Linked DNA regions of Sus scrofa: region 2 is linked to region 1. A link is a contact called in public Hi-C data. All regions are on one chromosome and are shown on one strand. The core of a region is the stretch at or near the end of the contact, and the rest is flanking DNA. Distances in the headings are between cores, read along the strand shown. Region 1 overlaps LOC102157568 (a long non-coding RNA gene). Region 2 has its middle 5.1 kb from the start of NR2F1.

The links. Hi-C and Micro-C count contacts between places; a contact is called where the count stands out from the background.
Region 2: a Hi-C map of subcutaneous adipose tissue shows a contact between it and region 1, with 2.1 times the contacts expected there. The contact joins two enhancer-like sites. A contact is called at or near these places in 5 of 47 Hi-C or Micro-C datasets (brain, embryonic fibroblasts, fetal skeletal muscle and 2 more) and 1 of 2 datasets of contacts at active chromatin or transcription factors (skeletal muscle).

What each region holds. Positions count from the first base shown.
Region 1 is chr2:99,855,202-99,861,435 of Sscrofa11.1, reverse strand. All of the region lies in intron 1 of LOC102157568 (a long non-coding RNA gene), which reads left to right. Among named protein-coding and RNA genes, the nearest start is that of NR2F1, 590 kb to the left of the region's middle. Within about 2 kb of position 4,770, at least 15 of the 83 cell types and tissues checked have an H3K27ac peak or open chromatin away from gene starts, as enhancers often do. A contact at or near this core is called in fetal skeletal muscle and subcutaneous adipose tissue, where this site is marked.
Region 2 is chr2:100,439,686-100,445,487 of Sscrofa11.1, reverse strand. No RefSeq gene overlaps it. Among named protein-coding and RNA genes, the nearest start is that of NR2F1, 5.1 kb to the left of the region's middle. Within about 2 kb of position 3,092, at least 37 of the 83 cell types and tissues checked have an H3K27ac peak or open chromatin away from gene starts, as enhancers often do. A contact at or near this core is called in fetal skeletal muscle and subcutaneous adipose tissue, where this site is marked.

The sequences.
Region 1 (6,234 bases), core at 3,521-6,020:
CCTTTAAGGTTCAGTTTAAACTCTGTTTTCCAATAAAACTTTCATTACTATCTCAAGTAGAAAGGCATTGTCCCTTCTCTGAACACTTAAGTGCTTTGTGGTCTGTATGACTCATTTGGTATTTAATCATTTGGTTTTGCCTTGTGACATCTAATCTATTGTATGTTCAGCTTTTATTTTTTAATTGTTCTTTTCCCTTTCTTTCTCTCATTTTTCATATTCAATTCATTGTTGACACAGCATCCACAGGGTTCTTCCAAATGTCACTCTCCTCTTTAAAACCCATTGCCCAACCAGTTAGGTCTACATTCCTACCTTGACTTATATGGAGCCAAGAGTATTCTTTCAAATCACCTAGTACAAAGAGTGCTTTCCTACCTTGGGGTCATTGCCAGTACTGTTCTTTTTGTCTAGAATTCTGTCTCTTTATGTGGTTGGCTTCTTCTCATTCTTTAGAGCCCCACCTATGCGTTACTCCTCCATAGTTTTGATCTGACAGTATTACCAAATCTGATTCTGGGTTCTTTATTTCAGGACCTTACTGCTTTCTTTCACATATATACTGACATTTTTCTTATCTCTAATAATATACTCTTCACCATTCTCCACCCTGCCTCTGCCCTGGAGACTTGCCCTATCAATTACATCAGGGAAATCCCACCCTCTGGATTAAGGTTGGGTTTAGCCAATGAGAGAGGAGATTCAGAATGTAAGGAGTGAGAGCTACATACTTATTCTTCTGGCTCCCTCCCTTCTAGGTCATCCAGTGGTGGCCATTTCTTAGAAAGTACCCATGGTGTTCCATTTTACAGATGAAGAAACAACACAGAATTGTTAAGAGATACAATTACATAGCTACAAATAGTAGTGTGAGGATGCAAATTTGAGCATTTTCTCTACATTGTCCTGCCGCGTTTAACAATTTATACAATCACAGTTGGTACAATTTTTATTTCTTGGATCAGTTGAAAGCACTGGCCTGAGCTTCATTTCTCTACTTCTTAGCCTCTAAAATCACTGTCTCTTTGACTTAAGCTCACAACAGAGGGTTGGAGGCAAAGTCATGAGAGTATTTATACCACGTGTGTTTTAGGTTAAGTTTTTTTTTTTTTTAAAAATAAATCACTAAAGACCTTAGGATTGAGTTTCATATATTGTCTATGATGAGAGTGACCAAGCTCTCAATCAGAGAATATTTTTGAAATCATCATGTGACAAAACACTAACAGTAGTGTTTCTTTTCCTTCTTTCTCTTCTTGCTCTTCCTTCTTGCTCTTGCTTCTTGCTCTTCCTTCCCTTCCTTCTTTTTTTTTCTTTCCATGGCCAAATTTGAAGCATATGGACAGTCCAAGTCTAGCGGTCAAATCAGAGCTGCAGATGTTGGCCTAGGCCACATCTGCAGCAATGCAGGATCTGAGCCTCATCTGAGATTTACACCACAACTCACAGAAAGACAGGATCCTTAACCCACTGATCAAGGCAAGAAATAAAACCCACATCCTCATGGATACTAGTCTGGTTCGTAACCCACTGAGCCACAATGGGAACTCCCTAAGAGTATTTCTATATTATATTTTGTTAACTGGGAAAAACACTATTTGGACTTTATTAATTTAGAGAACAAATGCAAAAGCTAGAATGTAATTTCAGGAAGAATGCAAAATCCTTACAGGTTTTAAATCTTAGAGATAGTCTGGTGAGGAAAAATTGCTTAGGTCTTGAAAGTTTGGACATTTTACATGTTCTGCTAAAATACATATCCATTACCTCCACCCTTCCCTCAAAATTGAAATGTAAGAAAAGGCTCTTTTTTCTCTGAGGAAGATCCATTTAATCTCCTTAAATATAGAAAAGGCAAAAAACATGAAGGATGAGAATGAACCCTAATGTAAATACAGATAAATATGGTGACAGCTGTAGCTGAATGGTTACAGAATTGGCTTGAGAAATGAAACATCTATAATACACACAGATACACACACACACACACTCCTTGGATTTATTTATGAAATAGTGTCTTCTAAACATAGAACCTTGCATTGCAGAAAAGGCAATTAAATAGAACAGCATGAGGTTGTCAATCACTTCAACAACTAACAAAAGCATCTACTATCAAAGCAAATAATGTAAATGTGCAGGAAGATACCTTGCTATCAAAGCAAATAATGTAAACATGCAAAGGCAAAAAATTCTCTGTATCAAATGTCACCACTTTAATGTTCACCATTTTTGTGTATGTTTTTACATATGCTTGATCCTAGTCTATCAGTTATTCTGAAACTTAATATAGAATTGGCCATTATCATTTTTTAGAAGATTTGGCCATCGTGGGAAGATTCTGAAAGAGGTTGGGACTTTATTTTTCCTTCTTTTATTTCTTCTTTTTTTTTCATTACTAGTGCTGTATAAATAAATGGACAGTCACAGCTTATCATCACTTAAAGATGCATGCGCATGCTGCAGTTTACTGAAACATGATTGGCTGCTACATAAATCAATCTGATAGAGATCGGTTCCATGAAGAAGAGATAAATCATTAGCCAGAGCTTTTGGAATGTAATTCATTTTAGATAGTGATTATTGATGATTTAATTTTAGCAGTACATGTACATGTCTAGACCATGATGTTATATAAAATGTTAATGTGGAAAAATATATTCATTTTTAAAGTGAGTATAAGGAAATCAATTAGAAGTTTACATGCAAAGCATGTTAATAAAAGAGCTGTGTTGAGAAGTCCAAAGTTCTACTTACTAAATGAGTAAGAATGTAGCCTTATTTCTCAGGAAAAAATCTTAAATACTTTCTTCAGATAGCGACACAAAGAAGTGGTTTCAAACTTCACCTGACTTAGCACATCCAGTATCTTAGATAGCCATCTTCTGCATCTTGGCCTCTATCTCTCCTGTACTTGTGCCCTTAAACCCACCACTTCTGTTCATTCCAATTCAACAGCATTTAGTGGGAGTCTTCCTGAGGAGAGATTTTTTGCTCTCAAAAGCACTCTTTGTTTTCTAACCTGTAGGTAAGTAGGGAATGAAGGATGTGTATTAATGGTGCTGACACCAGTAACTCCAAGGGACAGCAGCATAAGACTAGCAGAGAAGTAGAGAAGTAGAACAGCTAGATGGTGCCCAGGGCCCGTGTTTATAAGGGATACTAGGACATCGTTGAGAAATGGCTAATACTAAAGGATTAGGTATCTTAGAAAATTTCCGAGGAAAGTTACATACCTTGTTGGGAGAAACACCTTGAAAGTCTACTTGGAGTGGGAATGAGCTGGTCAAATAGCAATAGCTAGTTACCGAAATAACTTCTCAGAAATGTTTTTGATTTACTGAGTAAATTATTCAAGTTTGAGGCCCAGGTGAAAACTGCCACCAACAGGAATCTTCCTTCTTTTCCTCATGAGGTCCTCCTTTGAATGAATGGGAGCAAATATTTTAGCTATCCTGGTTTGTAGAGACATAAAATTACCAACCTGCCTACATGCTTGATGTAAGCCCCTGGATAGTAGGGCAGGTGAAAGCACAATGGCAGACCTCAGAGAAGCCTGGTGTTCACGTCCCTGGTCTTTGTCCCTGGCTTAGCCCAAGTAAGTAATTGGGATTTTTTCTAATCCATCTCTAGCCTTTTACAGAGAAATCCATTTCATTGAGGGGATATAGTATATTAATAAGCCCAATTTGAGATCAGTTTTGCAATCTTCTGGTCCATCTGTTGCTTCTACACATACAATCTCTCTAGTCTTTGCTTTGCCCCCCAAAGTGTCACCATCTTTTCTAACTTGTAACAGTTCCTCGGTCTATACTGCCTAAGGTCTGAACTGATAGGATACTGCCAGCCTCTAGAACCCAGTTCTTTCTTTATCCATGTGTACTTGTGACTCTGCTTTTGAACTTATTTCCTTTGATTCTGAGTGATCCCAAGATACTAGGACCACTCCTTAAATCACAGAGGGTACATCATTTTAGTCACTAACTCCCCAGTGGAACAGGGAACCTAGGTGCATGTCAATATTTGTATGAAAATGAATGCCTAGAATTCAGAAACATCTTACCTTTTAAATTGCACAGCCTCCTCCCCTTCCCATATTCCTTAAAATAAGGTAAAGCAAATATTTTATTCTGATGAGAAAATTGAGACACTGGAGAGAGAAGCTGGCATATTTGGTGATAAAAGGGGTTATATTCTTTGTATATCACATCAGATTTCCTTTCAGGAAAATGAATTTTCCCCTATGTGGCAGTCATGAGGGATGTGAGAGTCTTGATTCCAGATGAGAGAAAAGAAAGCTGTTCAGGATAACATGAAGTAAGAAGAGTATGTGTGGGTGTGTAAAGAAAACATTTAGTAGGGAACCCCTAGGAGGTGTACAAACATTCTGAGAGGAGTCACATCAAAGCAGTGACCTGTCATAGATTTTTCTTTGGGCTATTCCTAAGCCTCCAGCAAAATTTTATAAAAAACAAAACAAAACAAATCCTTAGCTTGCTATTGGTTGTGCTGAGGGTGTAACAAAACCGGCCCATATCCACACACAGGACAAAATGGTATGAGGTGGGCAGAAAGAGTGTTTGAGGAGTCAGACTCCAACAGGAAGAGGTTGCTGGCAGAAGGGTGTGGCAACAGACAGAGACAGATGGCCCGCTGAGGGGGGAGTGGCAACCAGCACACGTTCTGGAACCTATAAGCAATGTCTGAGATCCTCAGAGTTAGGAGGGCACAAGAAATTGCTAAAAGCCCAAAGTCCCTGAGGGTGGGGGTCTCAGACTATTGTTACACAGTCATTAAAGGGAAGGGTGACCCCTGGAGGCCAGAGCAGCCTACAGCGCCAGCTTACTTTACTCACCAATTCTTTCAAAATGCATTCTTTGGTAAATAATACAAATGCCCTCCCCTCTTGAAGTGCAAGCTAAGCATTTTGAAAAATGCATTATTTTATTAGACATCTTATTGAATTAATGTACAGTTAGAGCTAAAGGAATAAATGCAGACTTAGCAGTGTTTATCCTCCCAGGCACCACCTGCTCCTTGCTTCTCCCGAGCCAGAGATTCCAGCATCCTTACTTTCCCTGAAGAAACTACATAGATCCCCAGTGGCATGAGTGGCCTCTCACCCCCTCTCCAGCCTTCATCTGCCACCAGAAGGATGTCTTATCTGCCAATGTAGTGCCCTCTGAACTAGCAGTGCTCTGGCTAGAGTTGGATGTTTTCTTCTCACAGTCTAGTGAATAAGCCTCTTCTTAATGAGATTTGAATGCATTACATACTTTGGCTTCACTGTACTTAGTGGAGGCATGTTCTGCACTGAAGCTGCACAGCTAGAAAGTTCTCTTTTCAGCTTGATCCCAAGGGTTGTTGGGATCTGAGGTGTTGATGCTGAAGCGGAGGAGTTTGGAGCAGCTCCCGTGAATGGAGAAGTGTATCCAGGCTTGGTGGATTATCTGTGAACCTCTGAAAAGTATGTTAGTCTCTTTTAAAATAACCTTCTTAACTTCATCAGTTCAGAAACAGCTTTTGCCTCTTTAACCACAAGTTATGATCCCCAACTGAATCACAACTTAACATACTCATCAAAAGTAGATTTGTCCTATGGCTTAAGTACAGAAAAGGCCTGCCTTCTTTCCTTATCCTAACTCATAACTTAATGTAATTTCTGAGTAGAAATTTCTGAAGGACAAATTTCTGAAGGACAAAGCAGAATTATTTGACAAGTTCTTAATTCAAGTTGGCAAGCACATCCTACTGAGGAGAAATAAGTATTTAGATCATTTAGATGATTTTAAAACTATAATTTTATTTTAAAATTGTTGGTTAGTGAAGCTACTTAGACATCACAAAATCAGGTAGGATGATTGTTGAGAGTTCAAAAATCAGAGCAAGAAGTTGTCATTTCTTGTGGTCTTTTATGGAAGTCTCCACGAATGCTACAAACTTTTTCCAAGTGATGTTTTACAGAATTGCTTTAAAAAATCCCAGAGGGTAAATAGCATTCTCAGAATAAACAGAAAAATGCTGACCTTGTCAGATTTAGATGCTGAAAGCCAAGCTGTTTTAAGACTTGGAGGATCAAGGGTCATGGTTATAAACAACGTAGATTAGGGAGGGAAAAAAAAAGAAAGTAAGAAGGAAAAAAAAAAAATAGTGAGCAGCACCATGAATATAAGTAATAGGTTGACCTTGGCAAGACGGAAATGAGATATTTATGTAAAAATGTAAGATAAAACAAAG
Region 2 (5,802 bases), core at 1,843-4,342, 590 kb before region 1:
ATTGAAAATGTTAGGAACATTTTAAATGGGAATTAAACTCTCACCATTTTAATGATTCGTGAAATATTCTGGGTTTGGATTGTTTTCTTCTTTCACATATAAGCACAAGCCAAGAGTGCATTCTGCTCATTTTATATTCCTTCAAGAAACAAAGTAGGGACTCTCTATTTTTTGGTCCAATGTATGTTTTGGTTTTAAAATTAAAGGTTTAATTACGAGAAAACACACTCTTGGAATTTGCAGCTATTTCCACAAAATCAATCCGAATCAACGGTTCCTCTTCATCCCAAAGAAGATTTTAAAAATAAACTTTCCAGTCAATCCGATTTTTTCTTCTTCTCTTTCTTTTTCTTTTTTCCCTTTTTGGTATCCTCAGGCTGTTCCAAACTCCAAACAAAGCTTCAGTAATTATTAATAAAACAGTAGTAAGTTCTCATATTGTTGGCGGCGGGGGGGGGGGGTTGCCGGCCAAGTCTGAGTCCCAGGGAAAGACGGAAAGGGGTGAACGAGAAAGGAAGGAGTGAAGGGAAAGAGATGGGAGATGGGGAGAGGAGAGGGGAAGGGAGGGGAGAAACGAGAGGGGGGGAGAGAGAAAGAGAGAGAGAGAGAAGGAGAGGGAGAGAGAGAGAGAGAGAGAGAGAGAGAGAGAGAGAGAGAGAGAGAGAGAGAGAGAGAGAGAGAGAGAGAGAGAGAGAGAGAGATTGATTCCCGAAGGCGATTGGTCGCCGGTGGAGGGGCGGGCAGGAGGAGAGGGTCCCGCCGCGAGGCCTGCAGGAATCGCTGGCTCCGGCTGCCACCTAGCGGACGGGAGCCGCGCCGGGGAGACGCACAGTCGGGTCCCTCCTCCCCTCCCGGCAGGCAGCCTGTGCCTTTTCTCCAAACGGAGACAGCACTTTGAAAATTCTTTCAATGGATTTTTTTTCCTTGAAAGATCGTACTGGGGGAAAATGATACTTCTATTAGTTACATATTCTCCAATCGCACACTCGCACCCCCCCTCGTTTTGAGATCGCTCCCCTAGGCAGGCTCAGGCGGGCGCGGATCGGCGCGGAGTGACAAAGCCGCTGCTGCTGTCGCCGGGGGTGGGAGCTGCGCGAGCCCGCCCGCCCCTCGACTCGGGAGACTGTAAAAGTTTGTCTCAGCTCCAGCATCCCGAGCCTCAACACGCCCTCAGGTAAAGGTGAGAGTAAATGGCCACGCTGTATCGACAGAGGTTGGGTTTATTTTTTAATACTCGTTCTCACTTTAAATTTCATCAGGGAGGGGTTTAGGAAGCGCTGCGCGTTTGGGGTGCGTTTTGCGCTTCCCGGTCTCTCCAGCCTGCAAGTCAGGAGTCGGCGACCGCTTAGTGATGAGCGACGATTTTAAATAGCAGAATAAAGGCTTTTTCGTGTCTGCCCCACAGCCCCTCCAGCTCGAATAATGAAGAGACAGTCAATGCAATCTGCAAGCGGCGGCCCATTGTACGCAGCTGATGGAAAGAAGGCAACCGGGGCCGGCGAGGGCTCCTTGCCCTCTCTCCTCTCCTCAAATAAACGCGCTCATGTCTCCTGATCAGTTAAAAGGTGAAATGAACACGATTAAAAGACAAAAAGAGAGACAGAGATAGAGAGATAGAGAGAGAGAGGGAGAGAAGAAAAGAAGGAAGAAAAAGAACAAGCTTTCTACATATAAATTCTAAATTTTATTCCTCATGTAGTACAAAGGCAGGCAGTCGAGGGCAGAGAAAGCAGGCAGGGAGAGGGAGACAGGGAGAAGCAAAGAGAACGTGGAGAGATACGGAGCGAGTGGAAGAGGAAGGAGGAAGGAGAGCAAGCTCCAGGGAACTGGAGGCGCCCTGGACGCCCAGCCCTCCGGCCCAGCCGCCCTCGGACTCTGGACCGCGAGTCGTGGGCACCAGAAGCGAGACTCGGCCAAGTCCTGCCCTACCAGGCAAGTAACGCAATGATTATCGTTTCTTTTGAACTCGGGGTAGGCAACGCGGACAGGCCGGGAGGCAGCCTTTGCTCTCATGGCTTCTGCAGGCCATGGCCGCAGTCCAGTTAGCCAGGGCGGGACGAGAAGAACTTTCCGCAGGTCCTGCTCCGGAGCTGCTCTCTGTCCTACGGAGGCGTGGAGGCAGGGATCGCGGCCGCGGGGCCGCCCTGGAACTGAGGATCTCGCCCGCCAAGCTTCAGTCCAAATTCAAAATAGGTCTTCCCCACCCCCATTTCCCCCCCCCCCAGCGGCGGGAAACCGCTGCGGTCCTCCAGCCTGGGGCTGAGGACTGGAGCAGCGGATCAGCAGGTTTGGCATCCTTGCTGCCGACAATCCGTGCCCCCCCCGCCCCCTCCTGCGCCGGAGCCTGAGCCTCGATGGAATTGGGTTCGGAGTCCGGCCGAGTTGGCCCTGTCGCCTGCGCCTTGCCTGGCCTCAACCATGCCCTGGTGAGCTCGGCTCCTGCAGCACAACAGCGGACGCCGTTTGTAACGGGATCCCCCTAACGTAACGCGATCGATGGCCGCCTGTTTGATGTGGGCGATAGTGTCAGCGGATTAAAAGGGACACCAAGCCGCCCTCCCCAGCGGAGAACACGCGGTGACGGCGGCAGGGAAAGAGCCATATTCACAGCCCGGCAGTCCAGCCACACTCCTCGCCCCGCGGCAAGAGGGCTGGGGGCGAGGAGGGGTCACCTCCCTAGGGGTGAGGACCGAGCGGGTGTGTAGGAGAGGAAGAGCCTCAATTAAAACCTACTGGGGCGCTTTGCCGAGCGCTGGGCAGGGGCGCGCGTTTGCGTCAGAGGGCGCGCAGGGCGGGCTCAGGGGGCGGGGGAGCCAACGCCAGAGGGGGGGGGGCGCGCCCAGGGGCTGGGTAGGCGCAGGAAGGAACCAGCAAAGCCTCGACGGCCTCGGTTCGGCCTTGCAGGCTAGCCGGAGGGCGTGGCTGGAGGACGAGCTGAGACTTCCCGAGACCCGCGGTGCCCACTCACAATCACTGTGGGCTCTTCCTGCCAGCCCCCACTTTGGGCTTCCAAACTTGGAAGAGGCCCGTGGGATCTGGCGTGACCCTGGGGATGGAAGAAGCGGAGCCTCGGGTGGCATCAGTCAGAGCCTCCGGCTCCGGCGGAAGGGAGGGAGGGATGCAGCCCTCCGCCTTAGCCTCTAAAGGAAGGAGGTGCGGCTGTAGGTGATGGTGCCCGCAGCTATGGAAATCTTCAGCTTCTCCAAGCAGGGGAACAGTTCACACTCCTGCAGGGTATATGCGCCAACTTTCTGTCGTGAGAGCGGCAGAAAGAAACCTAGGCTTTTTGAGGAGAGGCACTGGTCCCCTCTTGGACTCGTCCAGCCCCAGGGGCACTCTGGGATCAGTCTCTCTTCTGGACCGTGTGTTCCCCAGCCGCAGAACTCTTCCACTTGTACTCACAGCCCCACCTGCAGCAAATAGCTTCTGTGGAGGGACTGAGGGGTCAGTTCAGGTCCTGGTGGGAGCCCTGACTTTCTCTCTACAAGGATGTCGTTTGTTACTGGTTCAACTTGACTCACTGATGCTGAGGCCTGATGCACCCTGTGTTTAACCAGGAAATAATGATTACTGTTGTTGCTGGGGAGGGCACCTAACAGAAAAGTGATCATATTTTGTGGGACCAGGTGGGTCCTCAAACTGTGACTATCCACACTCATGTTCAGCTGCAGAAGCAGAAAAACAGTTGGAATTTCCATCTTTCTTCCACTTGTCCTTTCTTCTCCAGATCTTCCTCCTTCCCTCCTCACCCATTCCCTTGTTTCTGAGGACCTCTAACTGAGTCTCAGCCTCTGTACTTGCCTCTTGGATCCAGACCCACTGTGGCCCTTGTCTCGGCATGAGACTAATTGAGACTACCAGCATGGTGGCTGTATATGCTCAGCCCTCTCCAAGGTCTCTTTCCTGGTGAGTCTAGTATATAGGAAAAGCCTTGCCAGGGCCTGGACTACCAGGCCTCACTTCTCAAGTCTTCCTCTGTCCTCCACCCTCATAGGCCAGTTCAATGCAAAGTCTCCATTATGACATGAGAAGTTACCCCTCCGCTTAGGGAGGAGAATCAGGCTTACAATATCCCTTTTGGGTTGCTAGCATCATGGCTCAGCCTCAGCCACAATTACTTATCAAAAGGCTTCCACACAACATTTGCTCTAGCTTAGCTGGACAGCCAATAAACAGTTGTGGCCTCGTGGGGGAAGGAGAGAAGCAGAGGTCTGGGGCTGCACATAAAGTATGACTTGCATTCCAGGCACCAGAGTCGGGATCCATGAAGTCTGTCTAGCTGATTAACACCCCAATCCTCACTACCTTTCTTTCCTCTAAGACTGGAATCATTCTTCACTAATCCAATGACCTCGTTGATATTAGTATTTTGCTCTCCCCAAACTCAACAGATCATTTGTTTTGCGTTTTTGGTAAATCACCCTGAAAAAAAAAAAAAAAGGTGGCCTTGTAACAATGTTTTCTACATGTAGTTTGAGAACCTAGAGCTTTTGCAAATAACTGCATGTGTGTAGAAAATTTTCTCCTATATCTCATCCCTGCCCCATAAATCATTAAAAAAGGTATTATTTTGTTTAGAGAGACCACAGAACAGAAATAACCCTGTTTTATCAAGCCCATCTGGAGAGATGAACATGCCTGCAATCGTTGGGAGAAAGGTCAGTACTTCTAATCTTACTGCAGACCTTTCCCAAAGAGCTTATTTTAAAGGTGCCGAATCAATTAGTCTCCCTTGGTGTGAGATTAAGGCTGTGTAAAACGAAGTTGAAGAAGATGTATTTTAAAATGGTCTTGCATAGATTTTTTGAAGAAAAGGGTGGTGAGAGGCCCAGGAACGCCTGCCTAATGTTTTGTGATTATTTAAAAACAAAACCCCCAACAAGCAAACAAACAAACAAAAGCCCTGCCTATGTCAGAAACAACCCTTTCTTTCAAGATTGAACTCAATCTGAATTGTGGCTACAGCTGGTTTCGGCCTTTGTCAACATGAAGACAAGGGTGGAAAGGCCAAGTTGGGAGGGCTTCTGCTGGACTGCCTGCTCTCAACCTGCCTATGTAGTTGAAGCATGGATTCGGCAGGCTGGCGCGCTCGTTATCACTCTGATATTGCCTGGGCATTTCTTTGTCACCTTTGGGTCGAAATGCCCAGAAAGAAGTGCTTTACCTTAAAAAGCAGTTTAGTTTTCTATCACAAACTGGCCAGTTCAAGCACGAGTTTTGGCAAAGTGAGATAAGGGAAGCAGTTCCTCTTTCTGCTTGGGCCCCTAGTTAGAGGGCCAGGAGTCGCCAAGGGAAAACGGCAGGAAAGCAAGTGCTGACCTTTGGATGCAAATCAAGCCTTTTATAGAAGGAAAAGTGACAGTCATTCCTAGCACTGAAGCCAGGGCCAAATATTTACTTTTTGTAAAAATCAAGCTTTAGTTATTTAAATGCATTTATGCAAGAAGAAAGAAATTTTGTGTTATAAAATGTATTTATTTTAAATGCCCGACTTGAGTGAAGAATAAGGTATGGCTCTTCTTCCTAGGGAAAATGAGTTGGGTTTGGGTGAAAAGTTGAAGTTGTGAAATGACTTTGAAGCTTGTTAAAGTGCTCTGACAATGCAATTAACTACTATATAATAATTTCCCTTCATAGTAACTTGTCAGAGCACCTATTCCTTTTACTACAGGATTAGCTCATCAAAAGTAGATCTGAGTTGGACATTCACTGAATAAAAACTGCTCAAACACGCCACTTTCTTTACTGCCTATAACGTAAACTAAACTAGTGGAAAAATATTGGCTCACAAAGCTAGCAGAT